5 separate regions of the Mus musculus genome follow, and all the other regions are linked to region 1. A link is a contact called in public Hi-C and HiChIP or PLAC-seq data. All regions are on one chromosome and are shown on one strand. The core of a region is the stretch at or near the end of the contact, and the rest is flanking DNA. Distances in the headings are between cores, read along the strand shown.

What was found. Hi-C and Micro-C count contacts between places; a contact is called where the count stands out from the background. HiChIP or PLAC-seq counts read pairs in DNA pulled down with a chosen protein or histone mark.
Region 2: a contact with region 1 is called in an H3K27ac HiChIP or PLAC-seq map of microglia, with 4 times the contacts expected there. The contact joins the enhancer-like site here to the promoter of Rasgef1c in region 1. A contact is called at or near these places in 3 of 115 datasets of contacts at active chromatin or transcription factors (embryonic forebrain, embryonic stem cells and microglia) and 2 of 9 other capture datasets (embryonic stem cells and liver).
Region 3: an H3K4me3 HiChIP or PLAC-seq map of embryonic stem cells shows a contact between it and region 1, with 7 times the contacts expected there. The contact joins the enhancer-like site here to the promoter of Rasgef1c in region 1. A contact is called at or near these places in 3 of 484 Hi-C or Micro-C datasets (the N1E-115 cell line and embryonic stem cells), 9 of 115 datasets of contacts at active chromatin or transcription factors (bone marrow-derived macrophages, double positive thymocytes, embryonic stem cells and 2 more) and 4 of 9 other capture datasets (adipose tissue, embryonic stem cells, liver and 1 more).
Region 4: a Hi-C map of uterus shows a contact between it and region 1, with 3 times the contacts expected there. The contact joins the enhancer-like site here to the promoter of Rasgef1c in region 1. A contact is called at or near these places in 4 of 39 promoter capture datasets (embryonic stem cells, hippocampal neurons, second pharyngeal arch cranial neural crest and 1 more), 16 of 484 Hi-C or Micro-C datasets (CD4 T cells, CD8 T cells, the G1E-ER4 cell line and 10 more), 2 of 115 datasets of contacts at active chromatin or transcription factors (embryonic stem cells and forebrain) and 1 of 9 other capture datasets (embryonic stem cells).
Region 5: an H3K4me3 HiChIP or PLAC-seq map of embryonic basal ganglia shows a contact between it and region 1, with 2.5 times the contacts expected there. The contact joins the promoter of Cnot6 here to the promoter of Rasgef1c in region 1. A contact is called at or near these places in 11 of 39 promoter capture datasets (the HPC-7 cell line, cranial neural crest, embryonic stem cells and 8 more), 1 of 484 Hi-C or Micro-C datasets (embryonic stem cells), 7 of 115 datasets of contacts at active chromatin or transcription factors (craniofacial prominence, embryonic basal ganglia, embryonic forebrain and 4 more) and 4 of 9 other capture datasets (adipose tissue, liver, macrophages and 1 more).

What each region holds. Positions count from the first base shown.
Region 1 is chr11:49,899,282-49,904,560 of GRCm38.p6, reverse strand. Rasgef1c (RasGEF domain family, member 1C) reads right to left here and starts at 2,726. Exons shown (of 14, transcript NM_029004.1): 1 at 2,594-2,726.
Region 2 is chr11:50,153,951-50,159,229 of GRCm38.p6, reverse strand. Tbc1d9b (TBC1 domain family, member 9B) reads right to left here. Exons shown (of 22, transcript NM_001290760.1): 11 at 4,027-4,144; 12 at 2,200-2,485; 13 at 684-813; 14 at 470-568. Among named protein-coding and RNA genes, the nearest start is that of Mrnip, 18 kb to the left of the region's middle. Within about 2 kb of position 3,254, at least 40 of the 459 cell types and tissues checked have an H3K27ac peak or open chromatin away from gene starts, as enhancers often do. A contact at or near this core is called in microglia, where this site is marked.
Region 3 is chr11:49,657,156-49,662,434 of GRCm38.p6, reverse strand. No RefSeq gene overlaps it. Among named protein-coding and RNA genes, the nearest start is that of Scgb3a1, 3.8 kb to the left of the region's middle. Within about 2 kb of position 3,069, at least 48 of the 459 cell types and tissues checked have an H3K27ac peak or open chromatin away from gene starts, as enhancers often do. A contact at or near this core is called in double positive thymocytes, embryonic stem cells and liver, where this site is marked.
Region 4 is chr11:50,106,871-50,112,149 of GRCm38.p6, reverse strand. It overlaps a transcript of Rnf130 not described here. Among named protein-coding and RNA genes, the nearest start is that of Tbc1d9b, 22 kb to the left of the region's middle. Within about 2 kb of position 3,064, at least 81 of the 459 cell types and tissues checked have an H3K27ac peak or open chromatin away from gene starts, as enhancers often do. A contact at or near this core is called in CD8 T cells, the G1E-ER4 cell line, hematopoietic stem and progenitor cells and 1 more, where this site is marked.
Region 5 is chr11:49,709,632-49,714,910 of GRCm38.p6, reverse strand. It overlaps Cnot6 (CCR4-NOT transcription complex, subunit 6), which reads left to right and starts at 2,189. Exons shown (of 12, transcript NM_212484.2): 1 at 2,189-2,557. It overlaps Gm36411 (a long non-coding RNA gene), which reads right to left and starts at 1,439. Exons shown (of 4, transcript XR_879826.3): 1 at 190-1,439.

The DNA of each region.
Region 1 (5,279 bases), core at 1,477-3,976:
GTAACTCTAACTTCAAGGAATCCAGCACATCTTTGGGCCTCCACACAAGTACACACACACACACTCACACATACACACACACACATAAAAATAAAAAATTTAAAAAGACGGAGGGAAAAAAGTCAAAAGCCTGGAATAAAAATCAGAGGTTCACCCACAGCACACAAATAAAATAAGCTAGAGTGCAGTCACACAGTAGAGTAATATGTGGTAGTGAAAAAAGAACTGGAAAGGTCTCTATAGACCGGGAGAGCCAGTTTTTAGGTAAAATTTTTGTCACAGTACAAAGGGGGATGCAACAGATACTAATATAATGTATAAATTGCTTCTTTGGTAAAAAGAAACAGACAAGTTGTCTATGGGCTGTACTTCTAAATAGCTTCTAAATATAGCTTTTGTGTAGTTGTGACCTTTGAGCCATAAAAATATTTTACAGATTCAAAAATAAAATTGCAAGACCAAGGATGTGCAAAACCAGGCTGAATGCAACTAGAAACTCATGAAACCAAAACTGTATCAGACTGAAAAACGACCCACCAAGCTCTGGGTGTGCACCCAACGGCATCCGAAACCTTAGGTAGCAGTTATGGGTGGGTAGTAGTTTACGTAGTTTCTTTCTGAAACCATCTGTGTGTCTTCTAGTGTTTAGCAAACAATTAAATATAACTGATGATTTGGGAATCAGGTTCTCACTGTGAGAGACAGAAATATAAATTTTTAGTTTGTTTTTAAAAGCGATTTGGCTGGGACTCCCTGACAAAGTCTAGATTCAGCGGCACCAGGACAGTCATGGGCACACCTAACCTAGATGGTGGTTTCTAGGCTTCTCAACTGCCATTTAAAGGAATAAAAGCCTCTTTGGAAAACGGCCTATTCCAGGTTTGGTTAAGGACAAATGTGAGTGGTGGACCAGCCCTCTGAGACACCTGATGACAAGTCAGAAGATTCCACAAGTTGAGCCTAGCCCAAGCACCCAGACTGGACTTCTGCAACCCAGCCCGCACTCACGCGCTCCCTGCTGGACCAGAGTGGGAAAGCACTTGAATTAAAACCAGGCTCCCTTTCCACCTGAGCCCCTCAACTTGCTATAAGCCTCTTTGTGGCTCTGGTTTTGTCAGGATGAAGGCCTTTACGTGGCTATGCCGCCAGGGGTGGATGGGCACAGCCCTCTCAAATATCTCCACACCTCTGATCTCTTAGGCCTGTCTGCGTTCTCTTTGCCTGGCCACTCTAACCCTGCTTCATCTCTGCCTCCTGCACAGCTCTTCAACTGCCATTAAACCTTTCCTTCTACAAGTCAAACTCCAAACCTCCGAGGACTACTGCGCCCAGACGAACATCCAAGCCTAAGTTCTGCTGACGTATCCGGTTCAAAGCCCTTACCACGCATCGTCCGTATGTTGCACCTGTTCAACCCTTTTCCACCGGCTCCAGGCTCCAACTTTGACTTACAGCACAGAGGTCTCTAGCCAGGGACAGGTACCTTCTCTGGCCAGGCCCAGGCTCTGTCCCAATACCTGCGTCTCTCCAGCCCATTACCCCATTTTATTGTCCTCATAGAGATGATCTTCTAAAACGACTTCAGATTTTCCCTTGCCCTCACACCAGTGTGGGAACAGTGTTCAGGATAGGAAGCTGGCTGCACACAGTAGGTTTTCAGTGAACACAGCATTCTTACGGCACCTGACAAAGTGGCTGAAGTACTGGGGTAGGAGCTGGAACCTCACCTTTGTCACTTCTTGGGAGCAAGTCCTCTCATCCCTCTGAGTCTGTTTACTTGACTGTGAAGTGGAAACAGCCCTGCGCATCAGGTGGGTCTTCCCAGGACCCTTCTTGGCCTCTCTTACCTGCCCTACAGCCACAGGAGGGGGTCAGTTGGAGTGCAAGGGACCCCACCACCTTACCATCTAAGCTGCTGGGCAGACAGCGGCGTTCAGAGCACCCACTTCTCTCCAGGGCTTCTCTGTCTTCATCCTTGAGCCTGCTTCCTGCCACTGCCTGAGGGACACACATGGAGTCCCAGCAGATGCCATGACCCTACAGATCCTCATGGGCACACTGGTCCTCTGGTTTCCAAAAGGCCAAGGTTCGTGTCACCCTTCCCATACAGATCGCAGGTCAACTTCGCTGTGCCCGTTTCAGAGCCAGGGAAACTGAGACTCATGTGGGAGGGGACTCTGGGCCCAGGATGGCTTTTTTCTGCCACTAGCTGGTATAGGGAGGTGGTCTCCTTCCAGCGGCTGGGGGCGTGCCCTTTGCTGAGTCCCCTGGCCTCCAGCCACTGCATGGTACCTCCACTCCGGGACCCTGCGCTCGCCCTGCGCCTTAGGGAGGTGTGTGTGTATGGGCGGATTGGGGCTCCCGCGCCATTCGGCCCAGTGTCATCCACCTCTCCGCCACGCGCGCCGCGGCTCCGGCCACGCGCACTGTCACCCGCGCGCACCTTGCCCCGGGTCAGCCCCGCGCGTGCCCGCCCGCGGCCCGATCCGCCGTCCCCGCCCACGTCGCTGCCGCGCCCCACGGGCGGACCTCGCCGCGCCCCGCACGCCCTTGTCCGCAGCGCAGGTGTGTCTCCTGACCGCGCGTTACTCACCGGCTCCCGGCGCTCCGGCAGCCCGGGCCCGGCCCATCGGCAGCGCCCGCCGCGCCCGCTGCAGCCGCTGCACCGTGGACCGGGCGCTGCCTGCTCGCCCGCTCGCAGCCCGCCGCGATCCCGCACGCAGCCCGCCCGTGCGCCTGGCCCGGCCTGAGCAGCGCGGAGCCCCCTCGCGGCCGCACAGGGAAGCGCGGGTGGAGCCGCCCGAGTCCGCGCAGCGCAACGCAACGCTGCCCGCTGCCCTCCCTGTCCACTCCGCATGCCGTCGCCTTGTCCAAGCCTCTCCTCTGCTCCCAGCTCCCGGGATCAAGACCCAATGTCCAGGAATGCGCTCGGGACCCTCAATGTGATTCGTTTCCCCTCGCTTGAGGGAAGTCCCGCGTGCTAAAACTGCTCCTGTGGTGCTCTCCCAAGCCTGGTCCCCGAGCCCCCAGCACTTAAACTGCCATCAGGCCATACCTCTTCTCTGGACCAGCCTCTGGAATCCCGAAACCCAGGTCACACTTGCTTCAAGGCTGAGTCCTGGCCTCTCCTACAACGGCCACTGAACTTTGGGTGGTCTGTGTCCTGGAGTCCTATTGGCACAGGCTAAGTGTCAAAAGAATGGCGAAGACTGCACACACCCTCCTCCCTATAGTGAGGGACATAGCTGCGTTTCATGGCTCTGGAGGCACTGCGATGCTAGAAAGATAAAGCAGGGCGGTCATAATTTTAAGTGAAAAGAAGGAGCCAACACAGGACCTGGTGACCTTCTGCCCTGGCTCCATCCAGGCGTGTCTCACTGCAGAGGTCAGGACATCTGTCTTCTGCTTTGGCAGAACCTCCTGATGAATTGTGGCAGGAACCCAACTCAATTCACTCAAGCGGAGTTTATTGGTTATTAAAACATGGGGGGGGGAGAAGCAATGTTGATTCCTAGGGTAGTTAAATCATAGTCTTTGACTCTCCAGTGGGGAGAGTGCTGGGAGCCAAGGTGGAAGGGAGCAGGGCTGGAGTAACCTCCTGAATACTAGGAAGAGGTAGGTCGTGTTCTTGATTGTGGCCCTAGGGACAAATTAGCCCCAGTTCTGCCCAAAGCATTCCCAGCAAGAGGAGATGGTACATCCCCAACTACCTTGGCTCCTAAGAAGCCCCCTGCCTTGGTTTTCTGGATTGCATCTCCCATTCACAGTGGTCTGGACCACAAAAGTTCATCCCACAAGGTTGTCACTGAGAGGGCATAAGAGGGAGAAGCAAGCAGCATGAACCAGTGTAGAGGGGGCAGGCAGAGGAGAGCTGAGAAGCACAGACCCTAGACAGGGTCAGTGAATGGTGCAGATACAAGAAAGGAAAAGCCACAGGGCTTAGTGATACAGGACAGGAGAACTTGAGAGGAGTGGGAGATTCTGGGTTGGTGAGGGGTGAGGGGGAAATTTCCCAGGGGTGGCTGTTGGGTAGGTAGTAGTTGTGAGGTTTGCTGAGGCACCCTTTCCCAGAAGGTGGTGAGACTGTGTGGCCAAAGGAAATCTTGGGAAAGTCCTGAAGACAGCTAGTGAGTGCAGTCTGGAATTGGGTCCTTGGGGTAAAAGAAGGAGACCCTTGGGTTTCAGTGGCCATAGACACCCTGTGCAGGTCCTCAGCGGCATTCTGTCTCAGCCTTGGCATAAATGCATCAGGTGACTCAGGGAAGCCTGACAGCCTGCAAGGTGGCCGAACAGGATCACCAATAAAATGCAAGAACAAAGACGACAGAACTTTGGGCTCCAGCCAATGCACTTTATCAGCAGAGCCCATAAACTGTCCGTTCTTGGGTCTGATGAAAGCCCTCCAACGTTACTACAAGGGCAGACAGAGCACTAGGAGAAAGTCACGCTACAGTCAGCTACAAGGAGGTGTGTGTGTGTGTGTGTGTGTGTGTGTGTGTGTGAGAGAGAGAGAGAGAGAGAGAGAGAGAGAATCTCTTATTGTTTACACACCAGGATTCTGCCTTCCCACAGAGTATGAGTGAAGACTTGGGAGGAGGAGGAAGCAAGAGTGCCCATATGTGTATATATGTGCAGTACGGGTCTGCATGTGCTAAATGTATGCAGTATGTGATGAATGGTGGTGTTTATACTCTACACATGCATGCAGAACACTTGGGTGTGATATGTATGCGGTATGTGGTGCATCTGCATGTACATTATGTATGTGAGGTGTGCATGACTCCGTGTGTGTGTGAGAGAGGTATGTGTAGAGTAAGCATGGATCTGGATGTAGGTAGGATGGGTTCCTAGTACCATCATGATGCTAGCCTGTAACTAAAGGATGCTATCTCAGATGGGATCCTGGCAATGGAGCCTGAGATAAGACTGGAGGTTGCCGAGGTGGAAGGAGATTCCAGGGAGCCAGGGCTAGAGCAGGGAAGGAGGGGCAACTCATAAAGGACGCATTGTTAGGATGGTGACCATCACGGCCAACTAAAGCCTGTCTTCCTGGAGACTCTGTGGGAACTGTACTGAATACAGATGGCTGAGATTACAGAGGGCACAGAACCTGCCTTCTTCAAAATACCTATTGGAACACCCAAATTCTTGTAGGTCTTACCTGAAGCCCAGTCACCTCCCTCCTCCACCACACTAAGCCACAGGCAGTGCCTTTTCCAGTTTGTGCATGTCGGAGGTTGAGTCCAGGGTCAGAGCAGTTTCTGCATCCTTGTTGGGCC
Region 2 (5,279 bases), core at 2,005-4,504, 250 kb before region 1:
GGCCGAGGGCAGAGACCAAGAACAGGTTTAAACAGTGCATGGGATGGCAAAAGGTCCATCCCCTGAACAGCCTAAGACAAGGGCTTCAGGCAGGGGCATATGGTACAGGCTAGCCAGAGTGGCAGAGTGGCACTATCCAGGACAGAAGTGAAGCTTACACCAAAACCAGCCCAGGAGGCCTTAGTCCAGAAGACCTGTGGCTTAGATGTGCATGGTGAAAAAATTTCCACTAAGTGACCAGGGCCTCTTCCTATCTCCCCACACTAGTACCTGTGCTGTGGGATTCCACACAGCATCCTGGCCATGACACAGACACCAAGGCAGTGCAGGGATAGAGTACAAGTTGGATCCTGCACTCTGCTCAGGGAAGGGTGGGGCTGAAGAGGGTACTGGGAAAAGCCATCCACTAAGGCTAGCCCTGAGGACCCTCTCTGCCAGAGGTTACCACTGTCTGCACCAGTGACCATACCACGCTTCTCTTAGCCGTGTCTTCCAAGGACTGGATCACCTTCAGCCTCTGTTTAAACCGCATCTGTTCAATGTCGTCAGCCCTCAGGTTGCTGAACTTCTGCAGGCCAACGGAGAATCAGTGAGACAAAGGCAGAGGGTAAAGTCCCTGCGATCAACTAAAACCACAGGCCCTAGGGAACAGGCTGGCCAGGCTAACCCTGCAGGAAGCTGACCTCGTAGGATACTCTCAGGAGGTCAAAGATGTCCACCTCCACAGGAGGGTCATCTCCACTGGTCAGCAGAGCGTGGAGGTGTGGGATAGGTGGAGAAATGCTCTGCTTGTTGACCACATTGTCCAGGTACCTGCAAGATCAAAGGACAGCAGTAAAGGATCCACAGCCACAGCCAAGTGCTGGGCCAGAGTTCAGGCTTGGGAGTCCTATAGGAAGGTAGTCGTGTGTCCGCTGGGGCCCCTATTAGGCTGGGAGCTCCCATCAGGGTAATAGCAGAGAACAGATCTTGCCGCCCACTGACACCTGAGCACTAACTCTGAGAAGGTCAGGTTATCTTCTAGGGGCCTGTGGATTCCAGAGCCTACCTAGTTTAGGGACAATGTGCTTCCTCTCTGCTGGGTTACCAAGAAATGGGCCAAGAATCATTCAGTGGACAGTTTCTCCATGTCCAGTGGACATGGACTTGCTTTGGCTGGCTAGTGTGGGTCAACCAGGCCTTCCTATCCTTCTAGGCTCTCCAGGATGTGCCTAACACTCAAGGCAGAAGAGGCTTTCTGGTTCCAACCCATCCCAGCTGGCACCCTGGTCAGGTGCCTACCCCACTGTAGGACATACACATGAAACTGAGGTATAAACATGGTCACAACTAAGTGTCTTGAACATCAGAGGACCAAGAATCATATTAGCTAGGAGGTAGACCACAACCTTGCCAATTCTGCAGGGTCCCAACAGCCCTGGGCTGGCTCAACAGGCAGGCGCAGTGTTCCAGGTTGGGCTATAAGGAATTCAGGGTAAGTGAGAGGGTGAGGTAGGGAGTGAGCTGAAAGCCAGGTTTGGGACTTGGAAAGCTCCTTTGTGCAGAGGAAAACCATGAGAGGGGGGATGTCCCCATGCCCAGGGGAGGGCAGGGTCAGATCTGACCAGAGTCCTGTGGGGTATGAAAGAGACTAGAGTGGAGACCCACATGATCACCTGAAGCAGGCCCTGGCCCAGAAAGGTTTAGCTGTGCACTGAGACAGTAGGGATGCCAGGAGAACCTGGGTGGGACGAGCTTGAGGAAGCCAGGGGAAGTGTGAGCTTGGTGATAGGTTCCTTTAGCCATGCCACAAGCCTGGTATGGGTCTGCTCTGTCGGGGAATGGGCACTGAGCTTGGAGGAGATGACTAGGACAGCTTTGTGAAACAAGCACTTCCCTGCCTTGGCTAGAGGTTGGAGGTCTTGCTGTGCCACTGTCCCCTGACATCAACATGAGTGTCACCCACTGGACGACTGCTCGGGGTCAGTTTCCGAGACTACAGCTGAGTGGCAGCCTGCAGCTCAGTACACTCAGGCCCACCAGCTCTCCTCTTTGCTTCCAGCATCTTGAATCCCACCAGGACAGTTGTGCCCTGCTCCTGGCTCATCTCTCGACCTAGTCTAGTACTTGGCACATAGCATAGGATGTTGGCTGAGGGCTGGGGAGGGGAGGGCTCTCTGCCAACTTCCTGGAAGCAGAAGCCGCCCCCAGCATGGTCACCTGCCCAGCACGGTCATGGCCTCGCCCTCGTCATTGCAGTCCAGCAGCTGCTCCACGTTGGCGTCCAGCACAGCCAGGGCCACCTGCAGGATCACCTTGATGCCCTCGTAGAAGAAGCAGTCGACAATGACCACGGCGCTCTCAAAGGGCATGACGCTGAGGAAGAGGGTCAGGAACCAGGACAGCGAGATGCTGGAGATCACCCCCAGCTCTTGCATCTTCTCTGAGAGCCGGGGCAGGACATCTCTCGTGAGCTCTTCAAAGATGCCCTGGTCTACGAGGGCTCCTGAGGAGGACAAGAGGCCAAATACAAGCACCGCTCCAGGGCCCTGAGCAGACACCCTGTAGAATCCCAGGGCCTGGGGTATAGGAACACTATGTGGTTCCTGTCTAAACTCAACCCTGCCATCTCAGCTTATAGTGAGGCCCTGAGAGGTGTGCATATGCAGAAAACAGAAAGAAACAAATTACTTTGCAATCATTCTTTCTATAGCTTACACACCATTGTGTGGAAAGGAACACTTGCTCAATATACAGTGGTCCCTTGGCATCCATGAGGATACACACAGGGGGTATATAGTAGCATCAGGGAACCTAGGCACACACTGTTGTATACTTTTTTTTTAGATTTATTAATTAATTAATTAATTAATTATATGTAAAGTACACTGTAGTTGTCTTCAGACGCACCAGAAGAGGTCATCAGATCTCATTACGGGTGGCTGTGAGCCACCATGTGGTTGCTGGGATTTGAACTTCAGACCTCTGGAAGAGCAGTCTGGTGCTCTTACCCACTGAGCCATCTCACCAGCCCCAAAGATTTATTTATTTATTATATATAAGCACACTGTAGCTATCTTCAGACACTCCAGAAGATGGAGTCAGATCTTACGGATGGTTGTAAGCCACCATGTGGTTGCTGGGATTTGACCTCAGGACCTTCAGAAGAGCAGTCAGTACTCTTAACCACTGAGCCACCTCTCCAGCCTCCTACTCTTGTATACTTTAAGTTACTTCTGGATGACTCATAATACCTACTATGGTGTAATGCTATGAAAAGCTATGCAGCTATTATATCCTGTCTGGAGAAGAACAAGGGGACAAGTCTGGGTGTGTTCAGTACAGATGGAGTTTCTTCTGTGCGTTTCTGTTCAGTGCTTGGCTGAATCCATGGACATAGAGCCTATGGCTACAGATGTCTGACTTTCAGGAAATGTTGACTTTACCCCCTAGAAACAACAGAAGCAAGCAGTGGTTTCCCTCCCCTCTCCCAATGCTCTGAACATATACAAAGCTGAAGGCCCCCACGAGTGGTGACCCTGGACACCAAACAGCAGAGGACAGCTGAGAGCTAAAACACAGGTGTGCTGAGACAGTCTGTAAGCCATTTCCTTTTGACGACATGGATTTTACTGGATGTGAGTGCCTGAGAGTAGAACTGGACCACTGACCGGGACACGGGTAGACTACATGCTCTAGTTCTGAAACTTGAAATGTCTGAGGCAAAGAGACCTAGGAAACATGGATGGAGATTTGGGCTCTAGATGGCTTTTAAAACCCACTGAATGTGAGATGTCCTCTGACTCAGTCCGGTCGTCCTGGGAACGACCTCACGAGGTCTAGGTGGGAGCTGGACCCTGGAGGCAGAGGGCTGGTTGTCTGTGCTTCTCTCATTTCTGGCAAGATCCATTTTTAGCTTCTAGTCTGTAAGGTAGGAGCCTGCATGATGGCTGTGAGGTGCAGGGAAGCTAGGGTGGAGTGGCCAGGGGAAGGTCAAACACACCCACGTGGAGCTCCTGAGCTCCTTGAATCCCTATGGACACTCACCCACTACCCTGGTGTTGTAGTAGTCGGGCAGCATGCGCTCACACAGGGCCACCAGCAGCCAGAAGGCTTCCTCCTCACTGCCGTAGAGCAGGAGCACGGAAGTCACGATGTTCATTGCCTGCCAGGAAGAGACAGTACAAGTGTGTCTCAGCGTGTCTGTCTCACTCTGCTGGCCACAGAGCAAAATGGCCTGCCCCTTCAGAGAGGTCCAGCACCCAGTACCAAGAAACAGCCCCTGACCAACCCTGGGAAATCTGCCAATAAGCCAATTTGCAAGAAATCAATGAGACAGAGACAGACAGACAGCTCAGTCAAGTGGGTTAGAAGGCATTAAGAAAAAAGAGACAAGACATCAGCCAACACTTCCACTTAGTGGGCTGGGTCAAGTTGATGTGTGGGTGTGTAGCTAGAGCCCTGCAGCGGGGGAAGAGGGTTTACACAACATTAGCTGGTAACAAAGAGAAGCATAAAAGGGGGCAAGTTATTTTAAAAAGTTATTTCAAGCCAATCTGCTGGCCTCTATGAATTGGTAGCGTGATGCAGAACACTGGTCTTACAACTAAGTTTTAGGAAACCAGTTTCCTTAAAATCCAGATACAAGCTAAGGCTGACAGAAAACCATTTGACGTGGCTAGGAAAAGTCTACTAGATTCAAAGTCAAAAGCCACCAGAAACGTAAATCGAAATCTTAGTGAGATAGTCTACCACTCCTGTGTGTATAAAACCAGCAAGCGTTAAGAGGAACAGGACCCTTGTGACCAACTGGTGACAAAGCAGAGGTGGCAGCTGCTGTGGGAATGAGGAACGTGTGTCCTAGAAGGCGCACAGACCGCCATGCAGCAATCTGACCTCTGGGGTCGCAGCCAGTGGCCTGAAGGCAGAGATTGAACACTCATGCACTGAGCTTCACAGCAGCCTTAGGTGCAACAGTCCAGTGGTCAAGTGACCCAGCTGTCCATCAAGAGCCGGGGAGAGAAATCATATACAGCTACAGCGGAATAACATCCAGCTTTAAAAATAAAGCTTGCTTTATTTTTAAATCACATTCTTGCTGAAATGTGATGGCTCTTGGGGACAGTAGGTAAACAGCCAGATGCAAAAGGATAAATGATGGTCTCAGGGGACCCCGGGTCAAGTCTCACTCAGCATCTGTGGCTTTTCTCAGCATTTCTCGCCCCACCCATGCACTAAACCTCTGCAGCCCAGGGGCTGGGCTTCCTTCCCTTCCTTCCCTTCCCGCAGCTTCTGACCCC
Region 3 (5,279 bases), core at 1,820-4,319, 240 kb after region 1:
TTGCTCTGAAAAGACAAGCCCAGTTGGCCTGACAGCGGTGTCCCCCAAAACCATCGTTTCACTTTCTGTGACAACTGTAGTCCAAGAACATTAAACAGAAAATCCCACAACTAACAGTTCTCAACTTTCCCAGAATTTTTATCAGGTGTAACCCACCTTGCTTTCTTGCTTTTCTTCTTCTTCTTCTTCTTCTTCTTCTTCTTCTTCTTCTTCTTCTTCTTCTTCTTCTTCTTCTTCTTCTTCTTCTTCTCCTTCTCCTTCTCCTTCTCCTTCTCCTTCTCCTCCTTCTCCTCCTTCTCCTCCTTCTCCTCCTTCTCCTCCTTCTCCTCCTTCTCCTCCTTCTCCTCCTTCTCCTCCTTCTCCTCCTTCTCCTCCTTCTCCTCCTTCTCCTCCTTCTCCTCCTTCTCCTCCTTCTCCTCCTTCTCCTCCTTCTTCTTCTCCTTCTTCTCCCTCTTCTTCTTCTTCCTCCTCTTCCTGTTCCTTCTCCTTTTGTCTTTAAATTTATAATTATGAATACAGATTGTTATATGTGAGTTTTACTGTGACATTTCCATACAGCATGTCCAATGCATTGACCATAACTCACTCTTCCAATGCTTTCTTGCCCTCTGTCTTTCTCCTCTACCTAGTCACCTTGCACAGCCTTGTTATTTACTTTTCTGCTTTCAAGATGTGTGTACGTGTGTGCAAGTGTGCATGTGTGTATGCATGCATTTGTGTGTGTGAGTTGTAATTCTGATTTCCAAGTCCGAGAGAAAATATGGCAATATTCATGAAAAAGCATACTATCTAGTATATGTGTTTGTATATTTTATGATATCTCTTTCTGTGAGTTTCTGATTTTATTTTAAAGATCTGATCAGATGCAAGGGAATAATTAAGTTATCATGTATTTGTTAAGACTTGCTTTAGATTGTAAAATAATCTATTTTGGAAACGGTTTCAGGAGCTGAAAAGAAGCAAAGTGTATGTTCCTACTAGATGAAATGTTCTGTAATGTCTGTTAAATCCAGTTAATCTAAGGCAGAGTCTTTCAATCTGTGGATCACAACCCAATGAGAGTCAAACAAACAGGTTGTATATGTATCTCAAATATCCTGCATACCATATGTTTACATTGTGATTCATAACAATAGCAAAATTACAGTTGTGAAATAACAACAAAAATAATTTTATGGTTGAGGGGTCACCACAACATGGGGAACTGTATTTAAGGCATACACCTTTAGTCCTAGCACTCGGGAGCAGGTAGATCTCTGGTCTACAGAGTGAGTTCCAAGACAGCCAAAGCTACCACAGAGAAACCCTGTCTCAAAACAAAACCAACCAACCAGCCAAACAACCAACAAAAAACAAGTAAGTAAGTAAATAAATAAATAAATTCTGAATTCATTCTTTGTCCAGCATTCTGTCCATTTTGGCATTTTTGGAGTCTCAGTTACTGAAAAGCTATTAATTTTTGGAGGAGTTAAGTTATTTCCGCCCCCCCCCCCCACCAAACACACACACCATGTTTCTTATGTTTCTGTGTTGAGATTTGTGCATACGTCTCGATGGATAATGTCCAGTTGCTGGGAGGGCCTCAGTGACTAGCTTCTCTGGAGAATTCCATCCCCAGTACTGCCCAAAGAGGAAGCACTGGTAACAGCAACCACAGTAAGAATAGGCCAGACACAGTCGTACACTTTACAGAATTAAAAACGATGTTACCATTTGGCTGTGTCAAGGAAAGGCACCAAAATGTAGATAAGTGGAAAACTGAAGTTAACGAAAAAAACTGTTACTAAAAAAAGGAAATGTTAGTGGAGGAAAAAAATTATGGAAGAAGTAAAATTGTAAAATAGGAAGAAAAACGAGAAAAAAAGTTAAAGAAAAAGAAAAGTAAAAAGTCCTTGCCAATTTTATGCAGCCATGGAGAGGTGAAATCACATTTTCAGGAAATGGATACAGCTGGAAATCACTGTGCTAAGGGAAATAAGCATACAAATAGCCGTGCTTTCTCCCTTTCGCGGATCCTAGATGTAGAACTATGTTCTGGTGTGTGTGTGTGGGGGGGGGGGAGGCGGTGTGTGTGTGTGTATGTTTATGGGTGTGTGCATGTGTATGTATGTTTATGGGTGTGTGTGTGTGTGTGTTAGTTTTCAGAAAAAAACTACAAAGCAATCATGGCAGGAAGGGAGATATCATAAGAGAGGTGGTGCACGGAGTCATAGAGCAAGGAAATAAAGCAGAGGGGAGCATGACTGGGCAAAGGGGAAACAGCTGGAGGGCCAGAAGGTGGGGGCTCAGTACAGGAGGGAGACAGCAATGTATAATGATACATATGTATAGAGATACCATGAAGACAGTAACTGCTCTGGATGCTAATCTAAAAACTAACTTTAAAAACTACCATAGTTCTGAAATTCTGCATTACACAGCTATCTATGAATGTCCTTACATGCCTTTTGAAGGTGTGCGTCCACATCGCCCCCCTGTCTCTAGAACTCTTCATTTTATAAAGCCTGTGCCCATTAAATACAACCTCTGCTTCCTTCCTTCTGGTCCTTGAACATCACCACCCTGTCCTTTCCTCTTAGATGATTCTAGAGTCTGCCATAATCTCAAGGATCAAGACTTCAGACGAGCACCGGCTGCTGAAACTACACGTGGGGTTGTTGGACCATTCCATCTGTCATTTTGAGTAATCCCCGTTCTCTTCCACACCGCCATGCCATTTGCAGGCCCACAAACACTATGCATGCGTCCTCCTCAGCACTCCATATTCTCTTCCAGCAGGATTCCAGTGACCTAACTGGTCGAGTTGGGCATCTAGCAGCTGAACTTGGGTCTGCTTTTCACCATGCTGGCTGAGAACCAGAGACAGCCAAGTTCAGGCAAAATCACGAAAGACAAAGGTGGAGACCTGCCGTTCACAGGGTCCCAGGGGCTAGTGAACTCTCCTGCTGTCTGTCCAATGGCCTCCCTGTACACCCTTCCTGGGATTCTTTGTCTTTAAAACAACCTGCTAGCAGGATGTGGGGTTGCATGCCTGGGCTTCATTACAATACCCTGTGTAAAACAAAACAACAGAACAAAGCAAAACAAAGCCAGCCTTCCTGGGCTGAACCGTAGAGCACACCAGTGGAGTACTTGTCTCACAAAAGGAAGGCCCTGGATTTGATCACCAATGATGAAAAATGGCAAAAACAAAACACAATTTCCCAGCAACAACCACCCCCCCCCTTCTACTTCCTGATTGAATAGTTTGAGCGACCGTTTCCTGGCTTCCCATGAGCCTGCGGTGTGACCACAGGCCTTCACACAATTGCCAAAATACATCCTTACAGCAATGCAAGCCATCACAGCTCACCACACTTTTCCAGCTGTGTGAGGGTCACTCAAGTCGTGACTTATGCCCATCAGGCCCAATCCTTCACCGCACACTCTTCTTGTGACCGTCGTTGGTGCCAGTCAATGGGGAGAGTTGGGATCTGCCTGCATTGAGGGACAGACAGTGCCTCAGAGCTAGCGTCTGGAGGCTGCTGTCAACACCTCCCTGGTAGCTCAAGACAGTACACAGTTACTTGTTCTCTCTTCTGGAGGCAGGAAGTCCAGTGTCACTGAGTTGAAACCCAAGCGTTGGTGCACTCCCTCAGGAGCCCGTGGGAAGGTTCATTCCTGGCTTCTAGCTTCTGGCATTCCTTGGCTCTGGATTCATCCTTCTAATGCCTGTCTCTGCCCTCAGATTTGTGTGTGTGTGTGTGTGTGTGTGTGTGTGTGTGTGTGCGTGCATGCATGTATTCTCTTTGTCTATTATATGACCACATGTGATTGCATTTAGGGCTGAAGGGCTGACCCAGATAAGCCAGGAGAAGTGCCTTGCCTCAAAATAATGAACTTAATTATACTGTCAACTTTCCATAGAAAGTGACATTCAAAACACTTGACAATTAGTTTTACCACGTATCTTATCCTTCAATATCTGTGTTGTTTTGTCTCAGCCAGTGGAGTGTCTCCAGCGGGTGTCAAAGCCTACCTGGCATGTGGGAGGGAGGGGGATGGACACGGGTGATCAGTATCCACTCTGGACTTTCCCACCCAGTTCCTGCATGCCTGTTCCCTGGGGGCCCAGGACTGGCTATGATACTGAGGAAGTGCTTGGCACTTCTTCAGATAAGAGGGTCAGCTTGTCCCAGGACATGTTTGCAGGACATCCTATGGGCCAAAACAAACATTCACGCCTTGCCTATCCTCTGGGAATGCAGGAAGTGCTGGATGTAAACAGAGACTTTGAAGGCTCTGAGCATGGGCCAAACATCAACTTTGGAACCTTGGAAGGACCATGAGGACCTCAAAGCTGGTTGCCCGGCCAGTGGGATCCCTTAGCAGATGGAGCCATGAAGGGAGCTCCTTAGGCCTTCATCATGGTTCCTGGTTTCAAGAAGCGCCGGGGGAGATTGTGCAGGCATGATGCTTTGTGCTGGGCCCCACAGCAGGTTGTTGCCAACAACAGAGGCCTGCACTATCAACAGGCCCTCTGTTTGAAAGACTGGGAGGCCCGATCATGCTTTCCCCATGCTGAGATTTCTGTCCCAGGGCCCAACTTAACTCTCAGCTTGGCTCCAGAGTCTCCTTGGTCCATGCTTGGTGTCCTTCATGTGTATATACCTGGGCCCAAAATGTGGCTGTCGTGAGCAGGTAGAGATGCAGCTTAGGTATGTAGGCTTTTACAGCCAGAAGAGCAGCTCCCCGGGCCCCTGGGTTGGGGAGGGACCCAGATGGTCTCTTCTTAGTTTTTCTCCTTTCATATTTGTCAGTCAGCACATCCATCGCGAAGACTTGCCACGTTGGATCTCTCTCTCTCTCTCTCTCTCTCTCTCTCTCTCTCTCTCTCTCTCTCTCATACCCAGGCTATGTTCATTATTAATCAAACTAGGAACCCCAATTCCATCTCTCAGTGACAGTATGCTTGCCCTGCCGGAGCATGTAGACCTTCCGACTCGGCAGCTCAATTGTCATACATTGTGGGAGTTGTGTGGGGGGTTCCATGATGACCGTTTCAGTATCACCGTGGCTCATTGCCGTGTCGCCTTGCTGTGGGCTAGTTAGGTTAGCGCCTGCTTTGTGATTATTTTGTGCTGTAGGATGGGTCTTGTATATATCACTCCCAGCTCTGTATACAGCACGTGAGGGCTGAAGCTTACAAATGGGCTGTGTTGAGTTTCTTTTCATTCTCTCTCCATTCTTTTCCCACCAGGAGGTAGAGATGGATGGGCAGCCTCTGGGGTAAGTTAGTA
Region 4 (5,279 bases), core at 1,815-4,314, 210 kb before region 1:
GCGCAAAGCAGTTACTGTTTATTTCTTGATGCAAGAGCACCAATGGTGGGAAGAAATGACTGAAAGTCTCACGCAGGAGAGGACACTTTGCCTAGGACCCTCCTTATTTGTCACTCACCCCGGTGAACTACTTGGTGCCAGGCTTTTCCAGTCAGGCCTAGTAGACAGTGGAAGTGTCAGATCTAACACTCTACTGTCTTTCTGATGTACACTGTTCGCTTCTTTCCCTCAATCCTGCTGTATATTCAACACATTCATTTGGAATGGAAGCCATGGTTTTGTGGGTCATTTTCTTTACGAAATATCTTGGAAATTTTAGCATTTTCTCCTATAATTATTAAGAAAAATCGCTCCCCCTGCTCCTGTCAATTATTTCAAATGTACTCATTTTCAAAGAAACAAAGCCACAGATGGCCAGAGTCAGGTATGTACTACACAGCTGTAATCTGAGCACTTGGGAGGCTGAGACAGGGCTGTCCTAAATTCAAAGCAAGCCTGGGATAACAACAGAACCTGTTTCAGAAGAAACACACAGCCACACACTCAGATACACATATTGTCACACATACTGACATACGCACACCCAGACAGACAGGCACAGGCAGACAGGCACACACACAGGCACACGCACCTGTACAGATTTAGACACACAAACAAACTCTTAGGTTTTCCTATTTACATGCTATCAAGACTCTTTCCACTAATATTTTGTTTAAACCCCCCGGATCTTTGGAGCTGGGGCAGCTGCTCATCCAGAGGAACTGGATTTTATTTCCCACCCACAGGGCAGCACATAACCACCTGAGGACCCAATGCCTCCTTCTGTCCTCTTGGGCACCAGGCATGCAGGCAAAACACCCATAGATAGATAGATAGATAGATAGATAGACAGACAGACAGACAGATAGATTAAAACAAAACCAAATATTCACATCTATATTTGCTAAATAACCTATCTCCCCTTTCTTTCCTTTCAGCTGTGGTCAACTGGCCCTGATGCTATGTGGATCACAGAAATACTTGGGAAGCTTTTCCCTTTCCTACTCTCCCTTAAATATCACAAAGAGCTCCCCAGTAGAAGCCATTGGGAAACACAGACATTTACAATTCTTAACAGTGGCACAATTGCAGTTAGGAAGGAGCAATTCTATGGTTGGGGTCACAGCGTGGAGAGCTGTAGTGAAGTGTGGCAGCATTAGGAAGGTTGAGAGCCACTCTGACCTTAGGGGTTTCTTTGAAGAATGATTTTAACTTAAGGGTCCAATGTATTATTTAGATGTTGGTGAACTTAATTTCCTATTTCTCATATCAATTTTAAATCGAAAGACATTGATCAACATTTAATCTTCAGAATTTATTGACAAAATTCCAGTTATTTTTATCATTACTTTAAAAAAGTTTTATTTTTATTAATGCGTTTGGGTCCGTATTAGAGTATGCCACATTAAGTGCAGATGCCCAAAGAAGCCGGAGAGGCCACTGGACTTCCTGAAGTTGGAGTTCCAGGCAGTTGTGAGGCACCTAACATGGCTGCTGGGAACTGAACTCGGGTCCTCAGGATGAATAGCCAGTGCTGTAAGCTGCTGCTCCAGCCCCCACAGCTACTGTTAAAAAATCACGGTACAAAGTACTAACAGAATTTGGTGTCGTTATCATTGAGAAACCTGTTTGTACATCTTGAGCACTTTTATGTATGTTTCATGGTGAAGGAAGTTTCCAGGACTTTTCCAGTCTGCAAGCCTGGAGCTCTAAAGCCATCAAACAGCTCTCCGTCTCCCTCCCTAGAACTCCGGATCTCACCATTTCTCCTGTGTTTCTTTGCAGTTTCTGACGTGTGCATTCATGATATGTCTTCATTCTTAGTATTGGGTGTTGGTGTCTCCTTGATCAGGAAATGACGTTAATTTCATTTTCTTTTTTAAAGAAATGCCTTTGGGCTTGATTGACTCGGCTGTGCGTTTGTCCTCCATTCATGACAGTCTATAGTTCCTTGAATTCAGTTTGATGCTCTTGAGAGAAAGGCCTAGAGCACTGGCTTCTAGCCTTTCTAGACTCATGGTCACAGATGTCTACCATAAAAAGGGCACCATACAAGTGGTAAGACATTTTTAGTATTTTAATCATCACTTAGAATTACACACTATTACCCTCTCTGTTATCTATTTCCTCTTGGATTTTCCATTTGTTATTATTTTCCTTATGTGTAAATATTTGTTTTTGATGAGGTTTCACTATATAGCCAGGATCCTCCTACCACAGCTTCCCAAATGCTGGTTGCCTACCCCACTGTGCCTAACTCAGCCTAAGCCAAAACTGTTTCTACACTGTAAGTCTAGTGACCTAGTAACCTTCTGAGACAATCAAAATTTAATTGCATTTCAACAGCTTTCCAGGGTCGTTAGATGAAGCAGATGCAAACATTGTTATCGTCTTTTGATGAAACTAAAAAAAAAAAAAACATTGCAAAGTGAAGGCAGACAGTCTTGTGCTCAGTGGTATTCAATAAGCCCTCTAAATAACTCAGATTTGACAAAACTTAAGAATTAGTTAGGAAAGGCTGGGGAGCGCAATCTGTTGCTAAGTGCTGAACTAGCATGCATGGAGCCCTGGGTTTGAGCACCATCCCTGGGAGGAAGTGGACAAGGAGTTTAAGAGGTCAAGCTCACCCTTGTCTACATGCGAAAGTTGAGGCTAACTTGGACTACCGGAGGCCTTGGCTCAAAACAACAAAAACAGCCCCCAAACTCTTCACTATGGAAACCTGTGTTCTGAGACTCAACAGTTGTTTACAAATCTATTATCTTGAATCTTCTTTTAAAAGACAAAGTAATGTTCAATATCTGCTGATTCTCATTTTTTTTAAAGGCTTGGATACTGGTCCAGGCCCTACTTCCAGGTCAGGTGACAGAAGGTTCATGATCGTAAGTCAGAAGGCTGTTGCGTCACTGTGTCTTAGGCTTCGTGGTTCCTGCTCGGGGGAGAAAAGCAGCACGGATTTCCACAGAAAGCTTTCCTCATATAAAGCAGTGGGAGGCAAGAGTGAGCCTTTCTAAGATTCTAAGCATTGGCTGTGAGTTCTCCCCGATAGAGTGACCTTTTGTACCTTCGTGGTGAACACAGCTCGGCCTACCCAGTGTTCACTTTGTGAACAGGAAGGAAATGAAGATGAGCTGTTAGACCTTAGTGGCCCAGAGACTTTCTTAGGCTGAATATGCCTGACAAGGCTTTCCCCTTTTCAATACCAGGAAAGGCTTTGCAGGATCAGCTTTTTTTTTTTTTTTTTTTTTTTTAAATAAAGGAAGGAAATCTGCAGAAACTACTGAGCCAGGCACCTTCACTAACACAATTTTTCAAATCTCCCAAGTCCTATATGCTGCTACAGTAGCCTATATACATTGGTGAGGAGTCTGGGGCTGCAGGAAGCTCAGTGAGTCAGGCAGGGTCTCATGCTTGCCTGCTGCACATTCTAATGCAGATCAAATCAACATAAAGTGGACACTGGGTCACAGGCCAGCTTTAGCTGTGGCGCAGGGAAAACGCTGAGATGGTGCAGGCTCAGTTTACTTTGCCTGGACAGGAACCTAGTGCCACAGGCTTCTGCTGCTTGTCCCCGACCCAAGCCGGGCTGCAGCACATTCACACCCAACATAAGCAGAGCGAGTGAGAAGGCAGTCAAGGCTCAGTTTCTGAGTTGTCTGCTGCTGTTAAGTCCAATTCTTAAACTCTGGATAAGGAATTTACTATAGTAAAACCAAACAACTGCAAAGGAAAACAGGGAAGGGCACTTGGGAATCTTTTCTCTGCTATTTAAAAAGTCTAAAGCTCGAAAGTTGCTGGCCAAAGGGAAATGAGGCTTGCTCAGGCTTAGTGGCTGCAGCTGCCTTTGGCCTGACACAGGACCAGGAGACTCTGCAAGTTCCTCTTTAGACACACCTCCCAACTCTGAATCCACTGATGCCAGAGCTTCTGTGACACAAAGTAGTCTTTAAAACATTTATTTTTGGTTTAAAAAACAAAAAACAAAACCCTAAAGTGAAAACAACTGTATGTTCTTCCCCAAGGATTTAGAGCTGAAATACCCACATCAGCCTAAACATGGTCACATTCTAAGTTTTAAAATACTACGTGAAAAAATTATTCAATTTTATATATTAACTATGCATATCCTGACTAATAAAAAATAAACAATTTTATTTTGATGCTAATTCTGTATTGGGCCCAAAGGAACAAAAAACACATTTTAATACACAACACACACACACACACACACACACACACACACACTTTCTTGGTTACTGAGATCACAATTAGAACACGAAAACAGTTAAATATCTAAGATACAAAATACCACATTCTTATCTCAGTTACTGATGACCTACACTTCCAGTCGTAACCTATAACTTTATTCCTTTTTATCTTTTAGTTCTTGCCAAAAATTATGCTTTATTTCTTGCAAAAATATTTAATAGTACTAATTTTTAGAGAAGCAGTATGTGATGCTAAAGACGGAGACTCTGTGGAGAGAGGAGCTACATTAAACAAGCAGAAACAGCAACACTGCTGTTTGAGTTCCTCCATTTTCTGATGACTATTTTGAAAGCAACAGCTGATCACAAATGAGAGGGAACAGCGGAGGCAGAATCACTTTGATTCCACTGGAATAAGATGAGGTGGCAGGGACCATGCTACTAATTCACCAAACTATACTGAGGAAGCTATCAAAGGTCAGCTGACAGCTGTGCCACTAAGGGTCCCCAACCAGTGAAGCTCAGTGTGTAGGAATGCAAAGAGCAAACTGTGGCTTAAACATTTCTCTGATTCCATGTGCATGGCATGACCCAATATGCAAGCCTATGTGTGTAAAACCTACACATAGGGAGAAGCAGAGGATTTTAACAACAGTCGGTGAAGAGTCAGTGCTCACAGTCTATGACGGGCAGAAGGGACAGAAGAGAAGCAAGGAAAAGAGAACTGAACACATTAACCAATTCGACACAGCAGACACTCACACAGCACTGTGCCTAGCAACAGCAGCATCCTCCCAGGTGCGCGCTGAGCGCCCTCTGCGACTGATGGGCTAGTAATGAAGCTTTGGTACAGTAAACAGGGTAAAAGGCACGAAAGCTCTCCACCTATTTCAACCAACCAACCAAGGTATCTGGAAGAATTTAAAACAAAATTGGAAATTTGTAACAGACTGGGAAAAAAAATCTATAAATACATAGGGTTTAAAGACTATAACTGCCAAATAATCAGTGTGTTGAAGAAATCACAGGGGG
Region 5 (5,279 bases), core at 940-3,439, 190 kb after region 1:
TACTGTCCTTAGTACACGGTGATAAGGGACTGTATCAGCGTGTCAGCGATGGCCCTTGGACACTAAGCCTCCACCTTTCAGAGGACATGCCAAATTGTCAGAATTGAATACCTACCCTGGGTCCATATTTTTGGCTCTCTTGTTACGGCTTATCTTCCCCTTTGCTTACCCACTAGAAAAAACACGAACCTTCTATAATAAAGCATTCTGGTTCCTTGGCAGTTGAGTCTGTCAGGATTGGCTTGATCAGGCAGCCTTCATTACGTTTTTGTCACTGTAATCAGTTTGAACAATACCATGCATTCCTGGGGACCCCAGTCTTTGCAGGGCGAGTCTATCTCAATGGCGCTGAGTAAGTCCATCAGGCCGTGCGCGTACAACTGCTCCCTGGCTTGCCTCCTCTCTCAAATCCACACCGGGCTTGTGCTTGCTTGGTGGATGGAATACAGACAAAGAGGGATGCTTTCGAAGACTTGAGGGCTTCTGCTCCCTCCTCTTTAGATTCCTGAGCTGCCCTGATTGTGGGTCAGAATGACCTCCAGATGGAGGAGACGGTCCACAAAGCCATAAGGAAGCACTCTCACCATCGATGGAAGAGCGTTATTAAGGGACACAGAGGTGCCAGATATCCAACATTCTTCCACCTCTGTGAGGCACTGGCATGAAAGGACACAAGTGGGACGAGTAGAACTGTCTACCTAAGCATCTGATTCCAGGATTATAATGGAGTTGTTGCTTAATGAGGCTAAGGTTTTTGTTACACAACTAGGCTCCTCTGGAGGCATACAGTCACTGTCAAAAAGTGCAGCTGCCCTTGGGAAGATGAATTACACAAAGAAACCCTCTTCTCTAGGCTGGAGCACAGGTTCCCAGGGCACAGCACTGGAAAGGGAACAGGCCAGCAGGATGTCTACACCCCTGGCCCCTCCGCCTAGTTGTACCCTTTGTGTGAAATAGGCACTGAACAGCCTGAGTAGGTCAGGGCTTAAGAGTATCTTCAGGTAGCTCGTCTGCGCCTGTCATTTCCTCGTGTATGATGGGTGTCTCCATTGCCTTAACTTTTCCAGCGTCTCATGGCACTAGAAGCTTAGACTGACACTGCTATCCTGGCAAATAGCAGGCAATGATGATCTCAAGGCAATGCTGGGGCCAGGCAAACACAAACTGCCTTGAACAGAACATCTGGTTCTTGGAAAGGCTTTTGTCCCTCGCTGCTTTGCTCGCCTAGTTCTCTTCTGCCTTAGGCAACAGCCATGCAAGTCCCACATCCTGGAACGAAAGATGGGCTTCCTTGAGAGGCATTTTTTTTTTTCTTGTTAGTTCCTGGAAGCCATTTCACGCTCAGTTCTGGGCTGATCTGCCACGGAGGTCGGGGTAGCTATTTTCCTTCACACAATTCCTGTCAGTCTATATCGCCAGTGTATTTGAAGCCTGTTGGGCGTTACTCTTGCCCGTACACCATGACGCTGACTCGACAAGGTGGAGCTTGATTAATCCCTGTGTCCTGAATACCAGCCAAGTACTTTTTCCTGATGTAAGTATCATTAATCAGCCCATTCCTTTTCCGGTTTACCTGAAACCACATGTCCTGAGTAGACTATGTTAGCCCTCGAATGCAGCTATAGTTCGTTACTTAAATTAGGACCCCATAATTTAAAAAACAAACAAACCCTGCCTATTAATTATTTTTTTCCTGCATAGTTAGGGCAGGAACAATTAGTTGACTATTGAAGAGTGTAAGTTTTCTTTCTCGGAAGATCAAGACACTGGATAGGGTTAAACGTCTGAGAATTTAATCTGTGCTCCCAAGTGATTGACAGGCCAAGGAAAAAGCAAAATGAATCAAGAGGAGGAAAAAAAAATCAAGGGTAAAGTGGAGATAAAAGTGGACGAGAAAGAAAAAGAGCAACTAAACCGCGGAGAAACAGCTTTAGGAGAGGAGGAGACAGAAGGCGCGGAGAAGGAAAGGCGCAGAGAGAGCGGGAAGAGAGGCTGGGAGGGCGGGCAGGAGCGCGCCGGGCCGGCTCACTGCTCCGAGACCGGGGGGAACGCGGACGGGGCTAAAGCGTCGGGCTGCCAAGAGTCCACCCCCGCACGACGCGGGATAGTCGCGCCCAGCAGCGTCAGCCAATGAGAAGCCGGGATGTTGGAGAGGCGGCGGTGAGCGGGGCGTTCGCTGGCTGGGGTGGGAGGGGGACGGCGGCCGCCGCCATGATGCTTGTTTGCTTTCAATGAAAACGAGGGGGGCGCGGAAGAGGAGGCGTCGGCGTCGGTGGCGGCGGCGTCGACGGCGCGGAGGCGAAGGCGGCGGCCGGCGCGGCGAGGAGGGCGAGGCCGGGGTCCGAGAGGGCGGCAGAGCGTAGCGGCGGCTCGTGGGGTCCGGGGCGGCCGAGGCGGGCGGCTGAGGAGCGGCGGCCGAGGAGGGGGAACAAAGAGCGGCGGCGGAGGCGCTGCAGCAGCGGGCGGGACTGGTATGGTGGTTCCACAGGGCAGACCCCGCTGCACTCATCGGGAGGAGGCGGCGGCAGCGGCGGAGGAAGGCGGCGCAGCTCGAGAGGTGAGCGCGACGGGCCCGAGCGACGTCCCGCCGAGGCTCTGCTGCCTGCGCTCCCCCATCCCCCCCCAGGGGTCGCGCCCCGGCGGGGACCCCGAGCGCGCACTCGCGCACAACTTAGGAGTTCTCGGAGTGACGTCTGTCCGTCCCCCTCCTTCACACACAGCGATCGCCATCCCGTCGGTCCCCTGGCCGCGCCCCCCGCGCGGAGTCCCGGGGCTCGGCCTGGGTTGGGGGTGGGGGGTGGGAGTGTTGATTGACGGCAGTGCGGTGGCGTACAGAGGGCGGTGGCGTGAACCCTGGCTTCTCGGACCCCCGCCTCCGGCCGGTCACGCACCTCAAGAGAGGAGCTGGGGTGCCGGGACTAGGGACAAACCGGTGGCAACTTTGGAGAAGTGGCTGTGCTGGGGGGGGGGGGGTGTGCACTGTGCGGCGTGGAACTTGGCACTCCGTGGATTGACTTAATGCTCACCCTTTTTCTCCTAAAGTATTTTAAAGTCCGTTTAACGCAGATATTGGTAGGGGCGGGGCGGATTACGTGGCCAAAGAAGTGATTATCAGCTGAAGAGATTATTGGACTCAGGACTCAAGTACTAATTTCTGGAAGAAAATTTCCCTAGTTTAACCTAGTTTCAAAGACAGTGGTTATTTACTTTGGTGACCCCCCCTTCCCCCCCCCCCCCCCCCCCGCCTTGACTCTTTCTACCCTGACAACGGTCTTCAGAGACTGCTCATAAGCAACTGTAATTCTTTACTTTTAACTGTTTCTGCAAGTGACAACATTGTGCACAGGCCATCTTGTTACTGTGTTTAAATAATCTGCTAGAATTTGAGTACAGGTAAACCTGTTTTACAGGTAGATTGCCTGATTGACTACTAGGTCTAAATTCTTCTCTGCCTCTGCTTGGAATTTTAACTTTGGAGAATAAATGAAAAAACAATTCGGTGTGTAATAGCACTGTCTTTCCCACACTAGAAATTTTCACCATCCCGCAACCGTTCTGTAGGCTGGTCAAAAGATTGTGAAGGCGTATTTTGCTTTTTGTAATTGCTGCCAGTCTTTTGAAGTTGGCGCTTTGAAGAATACATTTTAGAATTAAAATTACGTGGAGCCAGTGGTCTAGTCAAATTCTCTGACCTGGCTCTGAGGAACCAAGCCTAGAATGAAGAGACTGGATCAGGATGTTAGAGTTAGGAGGGTAGTCATAAAGCAGACGTTAAGGGTGATATAGTTGTTAAGTATTTGGGGTTTGGAGAAGGAAGCGGGTATTTTTATCAGGTAGATATTAAAGTAGGTCAGGTAGCCATTTCACAGGTGCACAGGTGCTTGCTAACGTGGACAAAAATGTATGTGGCAGACATTTTCTAGTGTGACTGGAATATTCTTGAAAGAGAATCCTTGTATAAGTTGAGATGTATTATGGTTGCTGGGAAATTTCAGGCTTTTTTTTTTTTTTTGAACAGACATAGACGCTGATATACAGAACTTGGTCCTGACTACAAATAAAGGCATTATAGGAATTTGCCTACTATGCATGTAGTTTTAACTAGTATTTTGGTTAATGTTTAAACATTTGACTGAACCCATGTTAACTTTACAAAAAAAAAAAAAAAAAAAAAAAAAAGACATCTTAAAATACAGTCCCTGTTAGCCTGAATCTTTCTTTGTAGAATGGGCTGGCCTTGAACTCAGAGATCCTCCTGTTTGTGCCTCTGGAGTGCTGAGGTTAAAGGTGTCCAGCACCATGCTTAAGTTTTCATTCAATACAGCCTAGAAAGACAGTATAAGTAAGACATACTGGAAGAAATGCTTGGAGTATCCTTTGGTCCTTGTGTGGTGAGGGGTCAATATTTCCAGCACACATGCAGCCCTCTCCTCTGACAAGGTCCACTGGCTAGGAAGCTCAAGCTTGCTTGTCTTATCACTGTGGAGAAGAAAGATCTGTTAATTTTTTTAAAAAAAGATTTATTTGTTACATGTAAGTACACTGTAGTTGTCTTCAGACACACCAGAAGAAGGTGATCAGATCCCATTACAGATGGTTGTGAGCCACCATGTGGTTGCTGGGATTTGAACTCGGGACCTTTGGAAGAGCGGTCAGTGCTCTTAACTGCTGATCCATCTCTCCAGCCCGAGCTCTGTTAATTTTTAAAACTTTTTAGCTTCTACAAAATAAATAGTTTTTCTTAATTGTACCTGTTATTTAGGCTATGGAGGTAGCTATGTTACCAGAAAGTTAAGTGCTGACCAAACACAAGTATAACTGTATACCGTGTACGTTTGAGGACAGTGGAATGCAGTAGAGTTTGGTGTTTGAGTAAGTAGTTTAAAGATTAGAAAAGAGTGATTATTTGAGTCTAAGATGGAGGCTGATTCAGGCTGCCTTAATTTTACTCTTTGGCCTTTACTTTTTTGTTGTCTGTTTATATATTTCGGATAAGTTGTGCACTGAGGAATAGCATTTGATGGTCCTGGTGATGAGAATTCAGAGATGACCATATTCAGTTTCTGCCGTCTTGTCCTGCATAGGAGTGAGTAGTGGGTATATAGTGCTTCAAGGGATCGAGAAAGATTAAACTTATGGATGAGGGTGTGGTGCCGGTTTAAAACCAGTAACACTGAGGAGAAGCTGGCCAGGTTGGAGAAGGGGATCATTCTAGACAAAGGAGACAGTGAGCAGACTGAGGTATCGGGTTTGGGGGTAAGGCCAGGCACCATAAGATG